2 separate regions of the Ovis aries genome follow, and region 1 is linked to region 2. A link is a contact called in public Hi-C data. All regions are on one chromosome and are shown on one strand. Each heading gives the region's core, a stretch centred on a gene start, on an enhancer-like site or on the middle of the called end of the contact. The rest is flanking DNA. Distances are from core to core; before and after follow the strand shown.

Evidence for each region. A called contact is a pair of places that touch in the nucleus more often than the background predicts.
Region 1: a Hi-C map of hypothalamus shows a contact between it and region 2, with 8 times the contacts expected there. The contact joins two enhancer-like sites. A contact is called at or near these places in 15 of 16 Hi-C or Micro-C datasets (blood, hypothalamus, liver and 7 more).

The regions. Positions count from the first base shown.
Region 1 is chr1:70,996,870-71,003,319 of ARS-UI_Ramb_v3.0, forward strand. No RefSeq gene overlaps it. Among named protein-coding and RNA genes, the nearest start is that of TRNAR-UCU, 13 kb to the right of the region's middle. Within about 2 kb of position 3,177, at least 12 of the 54 cell types and tissues checked have an H3K27ac peak or open chromatin away from gene starts, as enhancers often do. A contact at or near this core is called in hypothalamus, where this site is marked.
Region 2 is chr1:70,819,009-70,825,522 of ARS-UI_Ramb_v3.0, forward strand. The region is part of intron 3 of BCAR3 (BCAR3 adaptor protein, NSP family member); the gene reads right to left. Among named protein-coding and RNA genes, the nearest start is that of BCAR3, 140 kb to the right of the region's middle. Within about 2 kb of position 3,168, at least 8 of the 54 cell types and tissues checked have an H3K27ac peak or open chromatin away from gene starts, as enhancers often do. A contact at or near this core is called in hypothalamus, where this site is marked.

The DNA of each region.
Region 1 (6,450 bases), core at 1,927-4,426, 180 kb after region 2:
CAAGCAATTGATGGTAATATTGAAAGCATTTAAGCTGTTGCCCACTGAGTTCTTGATTGACAACGTCAAAACAATCATTGTAGCTAAGGCTGAAATATTAAGGAATGCACCTCCAAAAACGAAGACAGAACAAAACAAAATCCTTAAACTATCTTAGCTATCATGATGAAAACAGGTACTAGCTTGTATTTTGCTGAAGTCCTGAAACTGCCTTCAGGGGCAGGCAAGCAAATACTACATAAAGGGAAAAAAAAAAAAAAAGCAGCAGCAGCAGCACAGAAGCAGCAGCTATAATAATAGAACTAGTTTGTCTGTCCTGAGCCTAGGAAGGCACTACCTTCCTGTATTGTTCCATAACATTCACTTCCCAGCCATCTGTTTCCTTGGTCCCTCTACATCCTGTTAAACCAACACTCTCCTGGGAACAGGAATTCCTGTTACATAAAGAGACTTTATGATATCTTTCCAGCTTCCTGTCCTGTTTCTGCAGGAGTTTTATTTAGCCTTATATACAAGTATGTACTTGCATGTGTGATGGAAGGAATGAGGGCCAGGGCATCAAAGCAGGGGTCAAAAGGGGTCAGTCACACGAGGGGAGGCCAGGATGGAACATGGTCTGGCCTTGCTTTCTGGTTCTTGGGGCTGAGAACCAAGCCTTCTTAGTGGATCTAGTCCATGGCTTTTGAAAGTCACCACTTACTGAGCACAGTGCTCGGTGCGTTGCGTATGTTGTTTCTCATTAGATTAACTTCGCAGCACCTAATGAGATGGTTTTGTTGTTGTCACTGCTTTTTTATTAGAGCGCAGGAAACAAGCCTCAAGAAATGTTACATGGCTTGGTCTTTCACGCGACTCAGAAGAGGCAAAAGTGAAATCTGAACTCACGCTGCGTCTAAGGCCTGTGCCCTCAGCCACAGGTGTTTTAGCCTTTCCGCTCCTTCTGTTTTGCTTCCCTGTCTCTGGGCTCCTTCCTAGTTCAGGATGGACAGACATCCATAAGCTCCATGTCACATCTGCATCCTGCCTTCAAAGCCCTCCGCAGCCTGGCTCTATCCTCCCCTTACTACTCCCGTGTTCAGGCTCCCTTCTGCAGCTGACCAGGTCTGTTTATCTCGCAAGTCCCACCCAGCGCCGCCGCCGCGCTGCATCACAGCACTTTCTGCTCAAGGAGTTTTCCTCGTCCCAGCCTCCTCCTGCTTCCTCACCCGCCTTACTCACATCCCCAGCCCTCTCGCTCTGCCAGGGCCAGTGAAGACTTATTCCCTCCATGAAGCTTCTCCATCCACCCAGGCCTCAGAGACGCCCACTTCCTTTAGGGTGAAGAACTTGCTCTTTGGGCTGCTGATCTGTCTGTTAACCACATGCTACTTTACGATACTCTTGATATTACCGCCTTCGCTATCAACTTTCCATGTGCTACTGCTTTGTCTCCGCGATTAAGATTATAAGCTCCTTGAGTGCCAAGTGTCTCCTTTAAACTTTGTGATATTTCTCTTAACCCCTCGTGTGGCGCTTTGCACACTAAAGGGGTTCAGTAGATATCTGTTGGTTTCTATATGATTATATTCATACCTGGTTAATACCAGTACTCTTAGCACAAATGTCAAAGAGCTAAGTTAATCGTCAGCGCTTACCACCTCCCACTCAGGGCTTTCTTTTTCCTACCTATGAGCTGAATACTTTGGTCCACCCTTTCCACACAATATCCCCAACTCAGGCCTAGTCACGCTATACTCGGGCCAGTGGTCTGTTGTTGTAGTTATGTGTCTCCAGAGCCAAGTTTCCTGGATTTATATCCTATTTCTGCTACTTTCTAGCTGTAATCTGAGCAAGCTACTTAACCACTTGGGGCCCCAGTTTCCTCATCTGTAAAATGGGGATAATAGTACTGTCATTCATCAACTATATATTGAGGGCCTACTGTATGCTAAGCATTGTTCTAGGTGCTGAGCATGAAACAAATTCTCACCATCAGGAAGCTAACATTCTAGTGAAGAGACACAGACAAGTAATCGAAATAAACATAGTGTGTCAGGAAGTGATATGGGCTGTGGAAGGGAGTAAAATGGCATGGTGACACTGGAAACCAGACCCGCAGGACACTGTACTGATGAAACGAACAGATGAATGGAAGGACTTAGCATGTGGTGCACAGTAAGCACTGAACAATTGTTGTTCAGCTGCTAAGTCTTGTCTGACTCCTTGTGACCCCATGAAATGCAGCACACCAGGCTTCCTTGTTCTTTACTATCTCCCAGAGTTTTTCTCAGACTCATGTCCAGTGAGTTGACTCTTAGCATCAGGTGACCAAAATATCGGAGCTTCAGCTTCAGCATCAGTCCTTCCAATGAATATTCAGGGTTGATCTCCTTTAGGATGGACTGGTTGGATCTCCTTACTGTCCAAGGGACTCTCAAGAGTCTCCTCCAGCACCACAGTTCAAGAGCATCCATTCTTCACTGCCCGGACTTCTTTAAGGTCCAACTCTCACATCTGTACATGACTACTGGAAAAACCATAGCTTTCAGCTGGAATGTGAACTAGACTTCAAGAGGCAGAGATTCTGGCTTGTTTGCTCTGTTTTTAGTAGATGGTGAACATGTGTTTGTTGAATGAACAAATGAACCCTGGGCCTCACCCCAGGCCTCTCCCAGGCAGCCTGGCCAACTCTGCCCCTTCCCTCCTTCCTACAGACACCTGGCCTGCACTCCTGTTTCCCGCCCTGCTGAATGTTTAGGACTCCCAAAGAACAAAACAGTAGGGACAGAAACAACTTCCTTCCACCTTTGCCCTCAGAACCCCTAGTGCTGCTCCGTAAAGTGACATGTGGCAGCTGTGCTCGAAGGTTGGGGTCAGCAGCAGGGCTCTCCATGGCTGGCTGCAGGCAGGGCCTGACTGCCTCAACAAAGGGGCCCGTCCTTTCCTCCGATCCATCAGATCCATCCCAGAGGGCTGGGCTGGGCTGGCCTCTCAGATGATGACTCTGGGTGTACAGACACACTGACCTTGCAGCTTCCCCTCCTGTCGGGGCTCCCCAGCTCTGGCCCAGGCACTTAGAGGCACCATGCCCCTCCTCTTTGTGTTCCTGCATCCGCCTGGCGGGCTCCTCCTCCTTTCTTTGTGGCCCTCTCCCCCTCTGGCTCCCTTTGCTGGCTTTATTCCTCCCAGGCTTCCTGTCACACTAAGCTCTTTGTCCTCTCTCCCCACTCCTCAGATGACATTCTTTCGTGCCCTCTGTAAGTCCAGAGCTGCCTGGCAGGGCCTCTCCTCCTCATTCCTTCTGTCTCATCAAAAAAGGCACTTAATCTGATTGAAAGTTTCCTTCTGGGCACTGGGTTCTGCCTGCCTCGGTGGCCTGAGGGGCAGCCTTCTCCCCAGGAGGGCTCTGCTGTCCTGAGGAAGGGTCTGTGAGAGAGAGAGCTTTGTCAGGCTTGGCTGCGAGCGGCATGTCTGGCTTTTGTTCCAGGCCATCCCCTTCCTCAGCTCTCAGGCCATCCATCAAAGCTCAGAAGCACAGACCGAGAATCCTCAGCAGGTCAGTCAGCTCTGGGGTGAATTCCCTGGGTGACGTTAAGTGGACAACATTCTCTCAACACCCAGGGTCAAGTTAGGGAGCCAGTACACAGGAAACCCCACTCAGTAACACCAGAGAAAATCACTGAGTGCCACACCTATGTCCCCAAGTCAACCTCAGAGCCAGTCTCATTTCAGGGCTGTAGCTGGTAGCTGCCCTGGGCATACATCAACTTGCAGAGCACCCGCCCTGCGCAGCCCGGCCTTCAGAACTCAGCCTGCCCCACCCTGCTTTGCTCTAAGGAGCTAAGCAGCAGCCTTCATTGGCAGGTTTAAGCTCCCCCTTGGTAGAGAAAAGCAACCAAGGCATTTAAAAGTTAAGTTCTCTTCAGGGAGAGAACCAGAGGTCATGCTGGTAGGAGACAGCAAGGAAAGGAAACAAGGGCATATCCCCTGCCCTTCTCCATGCTCTGCCTGTTTCTTCCAGCAGGGATTCAAGCTGCCCCTTCTCTCTCTCTCCTGAGCTCAGCTTCCCTCCATGTCCAGGGCCAGTGCTTTGGAGCTCATCCTGCTGACTCTTTGCCCCATTTCTGCACTGGCAGCTCCGCTCACCTGACCCCTAAATCTGTGCCTGCTTGGGGACCCGGCCGAGATGCTGTTCCTGCTCTTGTCTGCCTGCCTGCCAGCTCCCCTCTGCTTCCCCTACCACGGCTCCAGCCCAGTGGAACTGTGTCTGGTTTCTGGCTGGATTCATTTTTCAAAGGTTTCAGAGAGAATGAGAGGAAAATTCTCTCTCCAACTTTTAACACATAGAAGGAGCTTGGTAAATATGAGTTGAAATTGGTAAAGAATGGAAGGATGGAAGGGAGGGAGAGAGGGATGGAGGAAGAGGAGAAAGAAGGAGACGATGGAGAATCCTGCTCACTGGACTACTCTACCTTCTTAAGGACTCCAGATCCAGAGCTTCTGAAAGCTCTTAAACAAAGTATCAGGGTGGGCGGAGGTCAGGAGGGGAGAGGCAGAGCGGAAGGGAGGCACTGGCCTGTGCTCCTGGGAGAACACAGACCCAGGGCTGGGGGCCCATAGCTTCCCCATGTCTGCGGCCCTGATCACTGGCCTAGTGTCTCCCCAGGCCCAGGGAATGTCAGAGCCCCACCCCACGTCTTCACCCCTGCAGTTTTTCCTACCTGGGCTGCTCTTTCCTTTCCTCTTCACCTTTCTCATTCCTCCTCCTTCCTGTGAAGACTTCCCACCCATCCCTCCCCCATGCCCGCAGCCAGGGACTCTTTCCACTCTGCCAGCCTTCCTGGAGCAGTGCCTGATGGAGGGTGTTTGTCTGTATCTCTCTCCCTTTCATGGTTTCCTTCATGCAGTATTCATTCAAGTGAAATTTATGTTTTTTTACTTAGTAAAAAAATGAATTTATTTGGATACGCTGGGTCTTAATTGCGGCACATGGGATCTTTAGTTGTGGCCTGCAGGAGCCAGTTCCCTGACCAGGGATCAAGCCCCAGCCCCCCTGCATGAGAAGCGTGGTGTCCCAGCCACTGGACCACAAGAGAAGGCCCCGTGTGTCATTTACGGAGGGCCTACCATCTGCCAGCAGTGATTAAGAGAGACCCGGCTCCTCAGTGCCACCAGGGAGGTCGCAGTGCAGCGAGGGAGAAGACTTCAGGAATACAAGATGGAGAATGCTTTGGAAAGGAAAGTCAGGGTGCTATGAGTGAATATGAGAGAGGGTGTACTTTAGCCTGAGGTTAGGAGCAGCACAGTCAGGGAAGGTCTCCCAAAAGATGGAACATTTAAACTGAGAAACTTGAATAATGAGGAAGGAAGGCATGGCCAGGGAGAGAGGTGTGTGCATGTATGTTAGGGGCAGTGTCCTATTTCAGGCTGAGCTTGCGCAAATGCAAAATCTGCACAGGGAAAGAGACAGTGATTCCGGTGAGAGGATCCCAAGCACAGCTTGTAGCTGGTGGAGGGAGACAGGCTGCACGGTCGGGTGGGACGAGACGCTGGGGCACCAGCAAGGTCAGGTTCAGTGCCATTCCAGAAAGGGGGGGCCTGTGATTTATTTGTTTTTGTATTTCTGGGGCCCCTGGGAATCACAGGTGCTCAAGAAGTGTTTATTGAACAAATAAAGACTGAAAACACTTTAACTAGAGAAACAGAATTTACCAGGACATGGGGATCTGACTAACGAAACAAAACCACCCCAGAGGCCACCACTAGGGCCATTTCAACCTTCAGCTGGCAGCCGGGAAGCGCTGCAGCCATCCGCCTGGCACAAGGACAGGTCTGTCGTAAGCACATTTGGCCTGATTTGAGCTGGTGAAACTTAGCAAAACAAGAGTGACGTTCATCCAAAGCAGGTCTATCCAGAGCCCGTGGGAGGGACCAGTGACATCTTCCAGGCTGGGACTTCACACGGTGGGGGAGCCTGGCAGACACAGACCCTGCCAGGGGCTGAGTATAGCCTTTCAGGGACAGGCACTCTCCGCTTCTCCCTACAGTTCTGGAGGGACACAGGACTCTGGAGAGCCTGCACATTCACAGGGAGGGGGACTCCAGCGATCATCTGGTCAGTTCCTAGTTTTATAGACACTGACACCAGACAAATTGGGTGTCTCACCCTAAGTCAGTGGCAGGAGGAAGCTAGATCTCAGGGCTCCTGATTCTACTTCCAGTCCTCTTGTAAGAACACCTAAGGGAAGAAAGGAGGAAGAGAGAGAAAGAAAGTAGAAGAGGAGTGGGGAGGAAACTCGATTAGGGCTGTCTCATGGGAACTGAAGCAAAACACAGGTCTCCACAGTGAAGGGCAACTCAAAGTTCTGTGCCTTGTAACATACTCATAAACCTGAGTTCAGGTGCCACGCTGAAAGGCAGAGTGAGAACCCAGTGTTTGCCTTTCTCAGCTGAAGGCTCAGCCTTCGGGAG
Region 2 (6,514 bases), core at 1,918-4,417:
CCATTTATTGTTGAGGAAATTGAGCTCCAGAGAATTTTAGGAACTTGCCCCAGCGTCACACAAGCATGAGGAAATGGCTAAGATGGGGCTGTGTATCTGTATTAGTTTCCTAGGGCTGCTGTAGCAAGTTACCACAAACTCAATGGCTTTAAAATAGAAACATATTCTCTGACAGTTCAGGAGGCTAGGAGTCCAAAATCAAGGTGTCCCAGGTCTACACGCTCTCTGAAGGCTCTAAGGTGGGAACCTTCCTTGCCTCTTCCTGCCCTGTGGTGGCTGCTGGCAATCCTCGGTGTTCCTAAGCCTACGCACACATCAACCCCGATCTGTCTCTGTCATTGCTTGGCATGCTCCCTGTGTGTCCAAATTCCCCTCTTCTTATAAGACACCAGTCATTGGATTGTTGTTTAGTTGTTAAGTTGTGTCTAACTCTTGTGACCCCATGGACTGTAGCCCACCAGGCTCCTCTAGCCATGGGATTTCCCAGGCAAGAATACTACCAAAGGTTGCCATTCCCTTCTCCAGGGATTTTCCTGACCCAGTGATTGAACCCGCAACTCCAGCTTGGCAGGAGGATTCTTCACCACTGAGCTACCTGGGAAGCAACCCAGCACAACCGCACCTTAATTTGATCACATCTGCAATGATCTTCTTTCCAAATGCAGTTACTTTCACAGGTACTGGTGTTAGGACAGATGTCTTAGGACTTCAACACATCTTGCGGGGGTACACAGTTCAACCCATGACAGCAATCTAGCACCCGCTTCAAGCCACTCAGCTCTTCTACCACAAAAGAACCTTCCAGCCTAAGGAAAGGCAAAGACCCAGGGCAGCAGGAAAAGCCAGCATGGAAAAGTTTGTGAGTAAGGTGGATGGCAGGAGATGAGCTTAGAGATAGACAGGCCACAAGGGGAGGGCCATGAAGCCCAGTTATACAGCTGATTCTGGTCAGAGGCCGTGGCTTCAATCCTTGCTTACATGTGAGTTATCTCTTCACCGCCTCTCTGTCTGATTGGGATCTAAGAAGAGTCCTCTTTCTTCAGCCAAGGATGAAGGCTGTAGCCCAGAACAAGCATGTGAGCCTGCCATATCCCACTTACAGGCCAGACCAGGCTCCCTCGAGCACCTTCAGAGGGCAGCCCCGGCTTCGACCTTGATTCAAACCATCAAGTTCAGGGGTGTAGGGAGAATTTGCTTCTGACCTGGGACACTGACAAAATACATCTCAGGCTATCCTGGCAACGTCTGGCCTGAGGAGTTATTCACACAAACGCCAGGTAGGAGCAGTCAGGACTCCAGCTGTTTCCACACACCTGCTCACCCAGCAGAGCCGAAGATGCTAACATGACTAGAGAGACACTGCTACTCAGAGCAGACAGGTCTACCCGACGAGATGCCGAAATACGTCCAGGCCGCGCAGTGTTGCAACAGCATCATCCCTGAGGTTATGCAAGCACACACAATTTGCACAAGGACTCACTGCTATGTCATTAGGCAAGGTCAAGGTGATGTTGATGACCCAAGACTGCATCATGGAAGTGCTGGCGTGAAAAGATGAGATTTTTGTTGAAAGCCTGCTACACTCTGTTCAGAAGGGAAACAAGGATAGCGTGTGTGTACACAGCCTAGAGGAGGGGTCTGGTCTGCAAACCTTCGCTGTCAAGGTCCAGACAGTGAACAGCTCAGCTTTGCTGCCTAGTCTGTCACGACTACTCAACTGCACCCTCACAGTGAGAAAGTGGTGGCGCACCAATGAATGGGTGTGGCTGTGTTTCAGTAAAATTTATGCATGCTGAAATTTGAATTTCACAACTTTTACATTCTTCTTTAAAAAAATAAACAGACATGCAGAAACATAAATCTATTTTAGCTTGTGTACTACAGCAACAGACAGCAGGCGAGATTTGGTCCCAGGCTGTAGTTTGCTGACTGTCCCCCGCACACCCCCTGCTGCCCCAGCCCCCAGGCTAATGCTATCCCAGATGCTTAACGTAACATCATTGTGGTAACATGGTCTTCAATCGAAAATCTCCCTTCCGCCCCTAAAATCCTTACTGACTTCAGGCAAGATGCCAAGCGCTGTGTGAACTCTGGATTTCCCCCTGGCTGCTTCTCCATCACCACCTCCATTTAAGTCCTGCCAGAACTGTCAACTCATCTCATACAATGACTCTTAATTCTATCTCTAGAAGGCCTCCAGCACCTGCCCTGACTTTCCATTCCTGCTGTCACTATCCCAGGTTAAGCTGGCCATGGTATACATATATCCTCTCCATTCAGGTCAGGCTCTTGATGACACTTCCCTCCTACCCAGCCTGACTTGACTGAACAATTACTAGCATACAAATCTGCCCCAAACTATCTGCTGAATGAACCAAAGCAGTAAAAATACCCACAAGCTCAGCACTCTCTCCATCTGGTCAGCAGTTTGACATGGCCCATCTCAAAATCAAAAATCTCCCATAGTGAGATGGCAGTACTTAAGGCTGCAGTTTGCTTTTTTAAAGTCAGGCTCGGTGAGGTATAATTTGCAAATACTAAAATCACCCCTTCCCGTACAGTTCTATGACATCTGAAACAACCCCAATTAAAGTATCTCTATCATTCCCCCAAAGCTGCCCTATTCCCTCCTGCACCCCTTCAACCACTGATCTGCTCTTGGTACTGCCAGGTTTTATCTGCATCCCACGGTCCATTCCTTCTTAATGCTGAAGAGGATGTCACTGTGTGGGTCTGCGGTTCATCCGCTCAGCAGTCAAAAGACACTGGTGCTTTTTCCAGTTTTTGTCAGTTAGAAATAATGCCACTATAGACACTAACATACAGATTTCTAAATAGATGTATGTTTTCATGATGAAGTTTCACTTTTTATAAATGGCCACATTTTCACAGACCTGCAGGATAGGATTCCATGAAATGAAAGAATATCCTCCAAGTCTATTCTTCTCACCCTGCCTCAGCAATCTTTTAAAACTGTAGTAACATTAAGCTTCCGAGGAATCTTTGTAGAGAAGGTTTTTGGGGTGGAGTGGGAGGAGCTGGATGCGAGCTGTCTTTCCTTGCTCCCAAGATGAGCTCCAGGGCTGTTTCCCATTCACTGCTGGCAGTGTTTGATCTTCTGGTCCACGGGGCGGCACTGGCTCTCTGGATGTGCACACTCAGGCAAAAACCTGCAGAGCCAGCCAACTGGGCCATTATTTGGTTCGTATAACTTGTTAAAATCTCACAGAATGTACAGCGTGCCATTGTTTTTGTAAGTCCCTTTCATGACTTTGTGAGCTGGCTAATTCAGAGCAGACTGGACTGATTTCCCTTGCTGGAAGAAAAGACCTTCCTCAAAGACAGCTATTTAACCGTGACCATGGCTGCAACCATCTTGAGCACAAAGCGGGCTTAGGGGCTGCAGCCTTGCCGCCCCTGCCCCCACCGAGGCCCCCACAGCCCGGGGCACTTATTCTTGGCACTGGAATTCACATAATTACTCCTCTTTTAATCTGCAGGGTGACCTAATGTAGCCCTGGCCAGCCGACTGCAGGAAATGGTCTTGTGAGATCTGAGCCTTGGGCAGACCGTCAAATCTGTAAGCCCCTCTTAGAAAGAGCATTTGGGAGCATTAACCCCATAAAGGACGGGGCTCCAAGTGGCTCTAGGCTCCTAAGTAGCCAGTGCACACCCAGAGGAAGAAGTCCAAGGACTCTGGTCTCCTCTCCAGGGTAAGGCTCCAGTCCCGTCCCTTCATCTAACCTGCAAAGCAAGCTCAGAAACTGCAGATGTCTTAGAAAAGCTCACAAGTGGCTTCAGCAAGAATCCACAAGGGCTGACGACAAAAGAAAGGGCCATTCATTCACTAGGGAGCTCGTGGGAACAAAAGGCTACACTCTGTCCTGACACTTGCTAACGGCGGAGTCAGGAGAGCTGTTTCGTCTGCAGGCACTGTGCTATTTACAACCTGGCCTTGCCTATATAACCTTGGTTAATCTGAGAAAACAGTCTCCCCAATGTCTTCCCAACTATGCTATTATTATATTTATTTTCCAATTTGTCTTAAGGACAATTTACTTTAAAACAAAAAAAATCTATAATAAACATTTCTTCTAAAAGGAAAATCACAAATCCATAATGAACATTTCTTCTTAAAAAAAAAATCACCCAGCTCTGCTGTAGCTAATGAGTTCCTTTCCTAAAAATATATACTTTTAAGTCTCTCTCAGAAAAGAGACTCTATTAATATAACTGTAAGGCTATGTGTGAAGAAGCTAGAAAGAATTAGAATCTTCAGTCTAAAAGGAAGATAAGTATAAAGGGAGAACAGATAGGAAATACTATAAACTGATAAAACTCGGTGTATGTGAGTGTGTGTGGGGGGTGGGCAACTCCTGAAGGTTAAAGAAGTAGCCCCAGGAAAATATGAAAAGAATGACAAACAGTGAAAATGGAAGCAGGTTTCACAGGTTCAAGAAGGGGTTACAGAAGTGAAAATGTATGGAATATAAGAGCAAACGCAGGAGTGTCGGGGGAAATCTCCGATCTTTTGCGGTAATATGATGGGTGGACCATTATTACCTGTCACACCCTTGGTCTTAATGTCGGAGACACAACATAAAATGCCACCCTTGTTCCAATCAATGTGGCAGTTTTGTGATCAAGAGTGACAGATTAAGAAGGCCTTACCAAAACCCTTCCCCCTCCAGCTTGCCATAGGCGTTACTGTTGTTTATTCGCCAGTCGTGTCTGACTCCTTGCGACCCCATGGACTCTAGGCCTCCCCTTCCCTCACCATCTCCTGGAGTTTGCCCAAGTTCATGTTCATTGCATCGGTGCCAGCCATCTCAGCCTCTGACACCCTCTTCTCCTTCTGCCCTCAATCTTTCTCAGCATCAGGGACTTTTCCAATGAGTCGTCTGTTCGCATCAGATGACCAAAATACTGGAGCTTCAGCTTCAGCATCAGCTCAGGGTTGATCTCCCTTAAGATGACTGGTTTGATCTTGCTGTCCAAGGGACGTTCAGGTCTTCTCCAGCACCACAGTTGGAAGGCATCAATTCTTTGGCATTCTGCCTTCTTTATGGTCTAGCTCTCACACCATACATGACCATGGAGAAGACCATTGCCTTGACTATATGGACCTTTGTCGGCAGAGTAATGTCTCTGTTTTTCAACATACTGTCTAGGTTCCTGCCAAGAAGCAACTGTCCTCTGATTTCATGGCTGCAGTCACAGTCCACAGTGATTTTGGAGCCCAAGAAGAGGCAGTCTGTCACTATTTCCACCTTTCCCCTTCTATGTGCGCATGCAGTAATGGGGCTGGATGCCATTATCTTAGTTTTATTAATATTTAGTCTTAAACCAGCTCTTTCACACTCCTCCTTCACTCTCATCAAGAGGCTCTTTAGTTCCTCATAGTTTTCTGCCATTAAAGGGCTATCATCTGCATCAATTCAGTTTGCTTCGGTTGCTCAGTTGTGTCTGACTCTTTGCGACCCCATGGACTGCAGCAAACCAGGCTTCCCTGTCCATCACCAACTCCTGGAGCTTGCTCCAACTTATGTCCATTGAGTCGGTGATGCCATCCAACCATGTTATCCTCTGTCATCCTATTCTCCTCCTGCCTTCAATCTTTCCCAGCATCAGGGTCTTTTCAGATTAGTCAGTTCTTCGCATCAGGTGGCCAAAGTATTGGAGTTTCAGCTTCAGCAACACCCCTTCCAATGAATATTCAGGATTGATTTCCTTTAGGATGGACTGGTTGGATCTCCTTGCTGTCCAAGGGACTCTCAAGAGTCTTCTCCAACACAACAGTTCAAAAGCATCAGTTCTTTAGCACTCAGCTTTCTTTACGGTCCAACTCTCACATCCATAGATGACTATCGGAAAAACCATAGCTTTGACTAGATGAACTTTTGTTGGCAAAGTAATGTCTCTGCCTTTTAATATGTTGTCTAGGTGGGTCATAGCATTTCTTCCAAGGAGCAAGCGTCTTTTAATTTCATGGCTGCAGTCACCATCTGCAGTGATTTTGGAGCCCAAGTAAATAGTCTGTTACTGTTTCCACTGTTTCCCCATCTATCTGCCATAAAGTGATGGGACTAGATACCATGATCTTCGTTTTTTTGAATGTTGAGTTTTAAGCCAGCTTTTTCACTCTCCTCTTTCATCAAGAGGCTCTTTAGTTCCTCTTCACTTTCTGCCATGAGGGTGGTGTCATCTGCATATCAGAGGTTACTGATATTTCTCCCAGCAATCTTATTTCCAGCTTGTGCTTCATCCAGCCCGGCATTTTGCATGATGTACTCTGCATATAAATTAAATAAGCAGGGTGACAATATACAGCCTTGACATACTCCTTTCCCAATTTGGAACCAGTCCATTGTTCCATGTCTGGTTCTAACTGTTGCTTCTTGACATGCATACAGATTTCTCAGGAGGCAGGTAAGAAGTTCTGGTATTCCCATCTCTTGAAGAATTTTCCACAGTTTGTTGTGATCCACACAGCCAAAGACTGGCGTAGTCAATA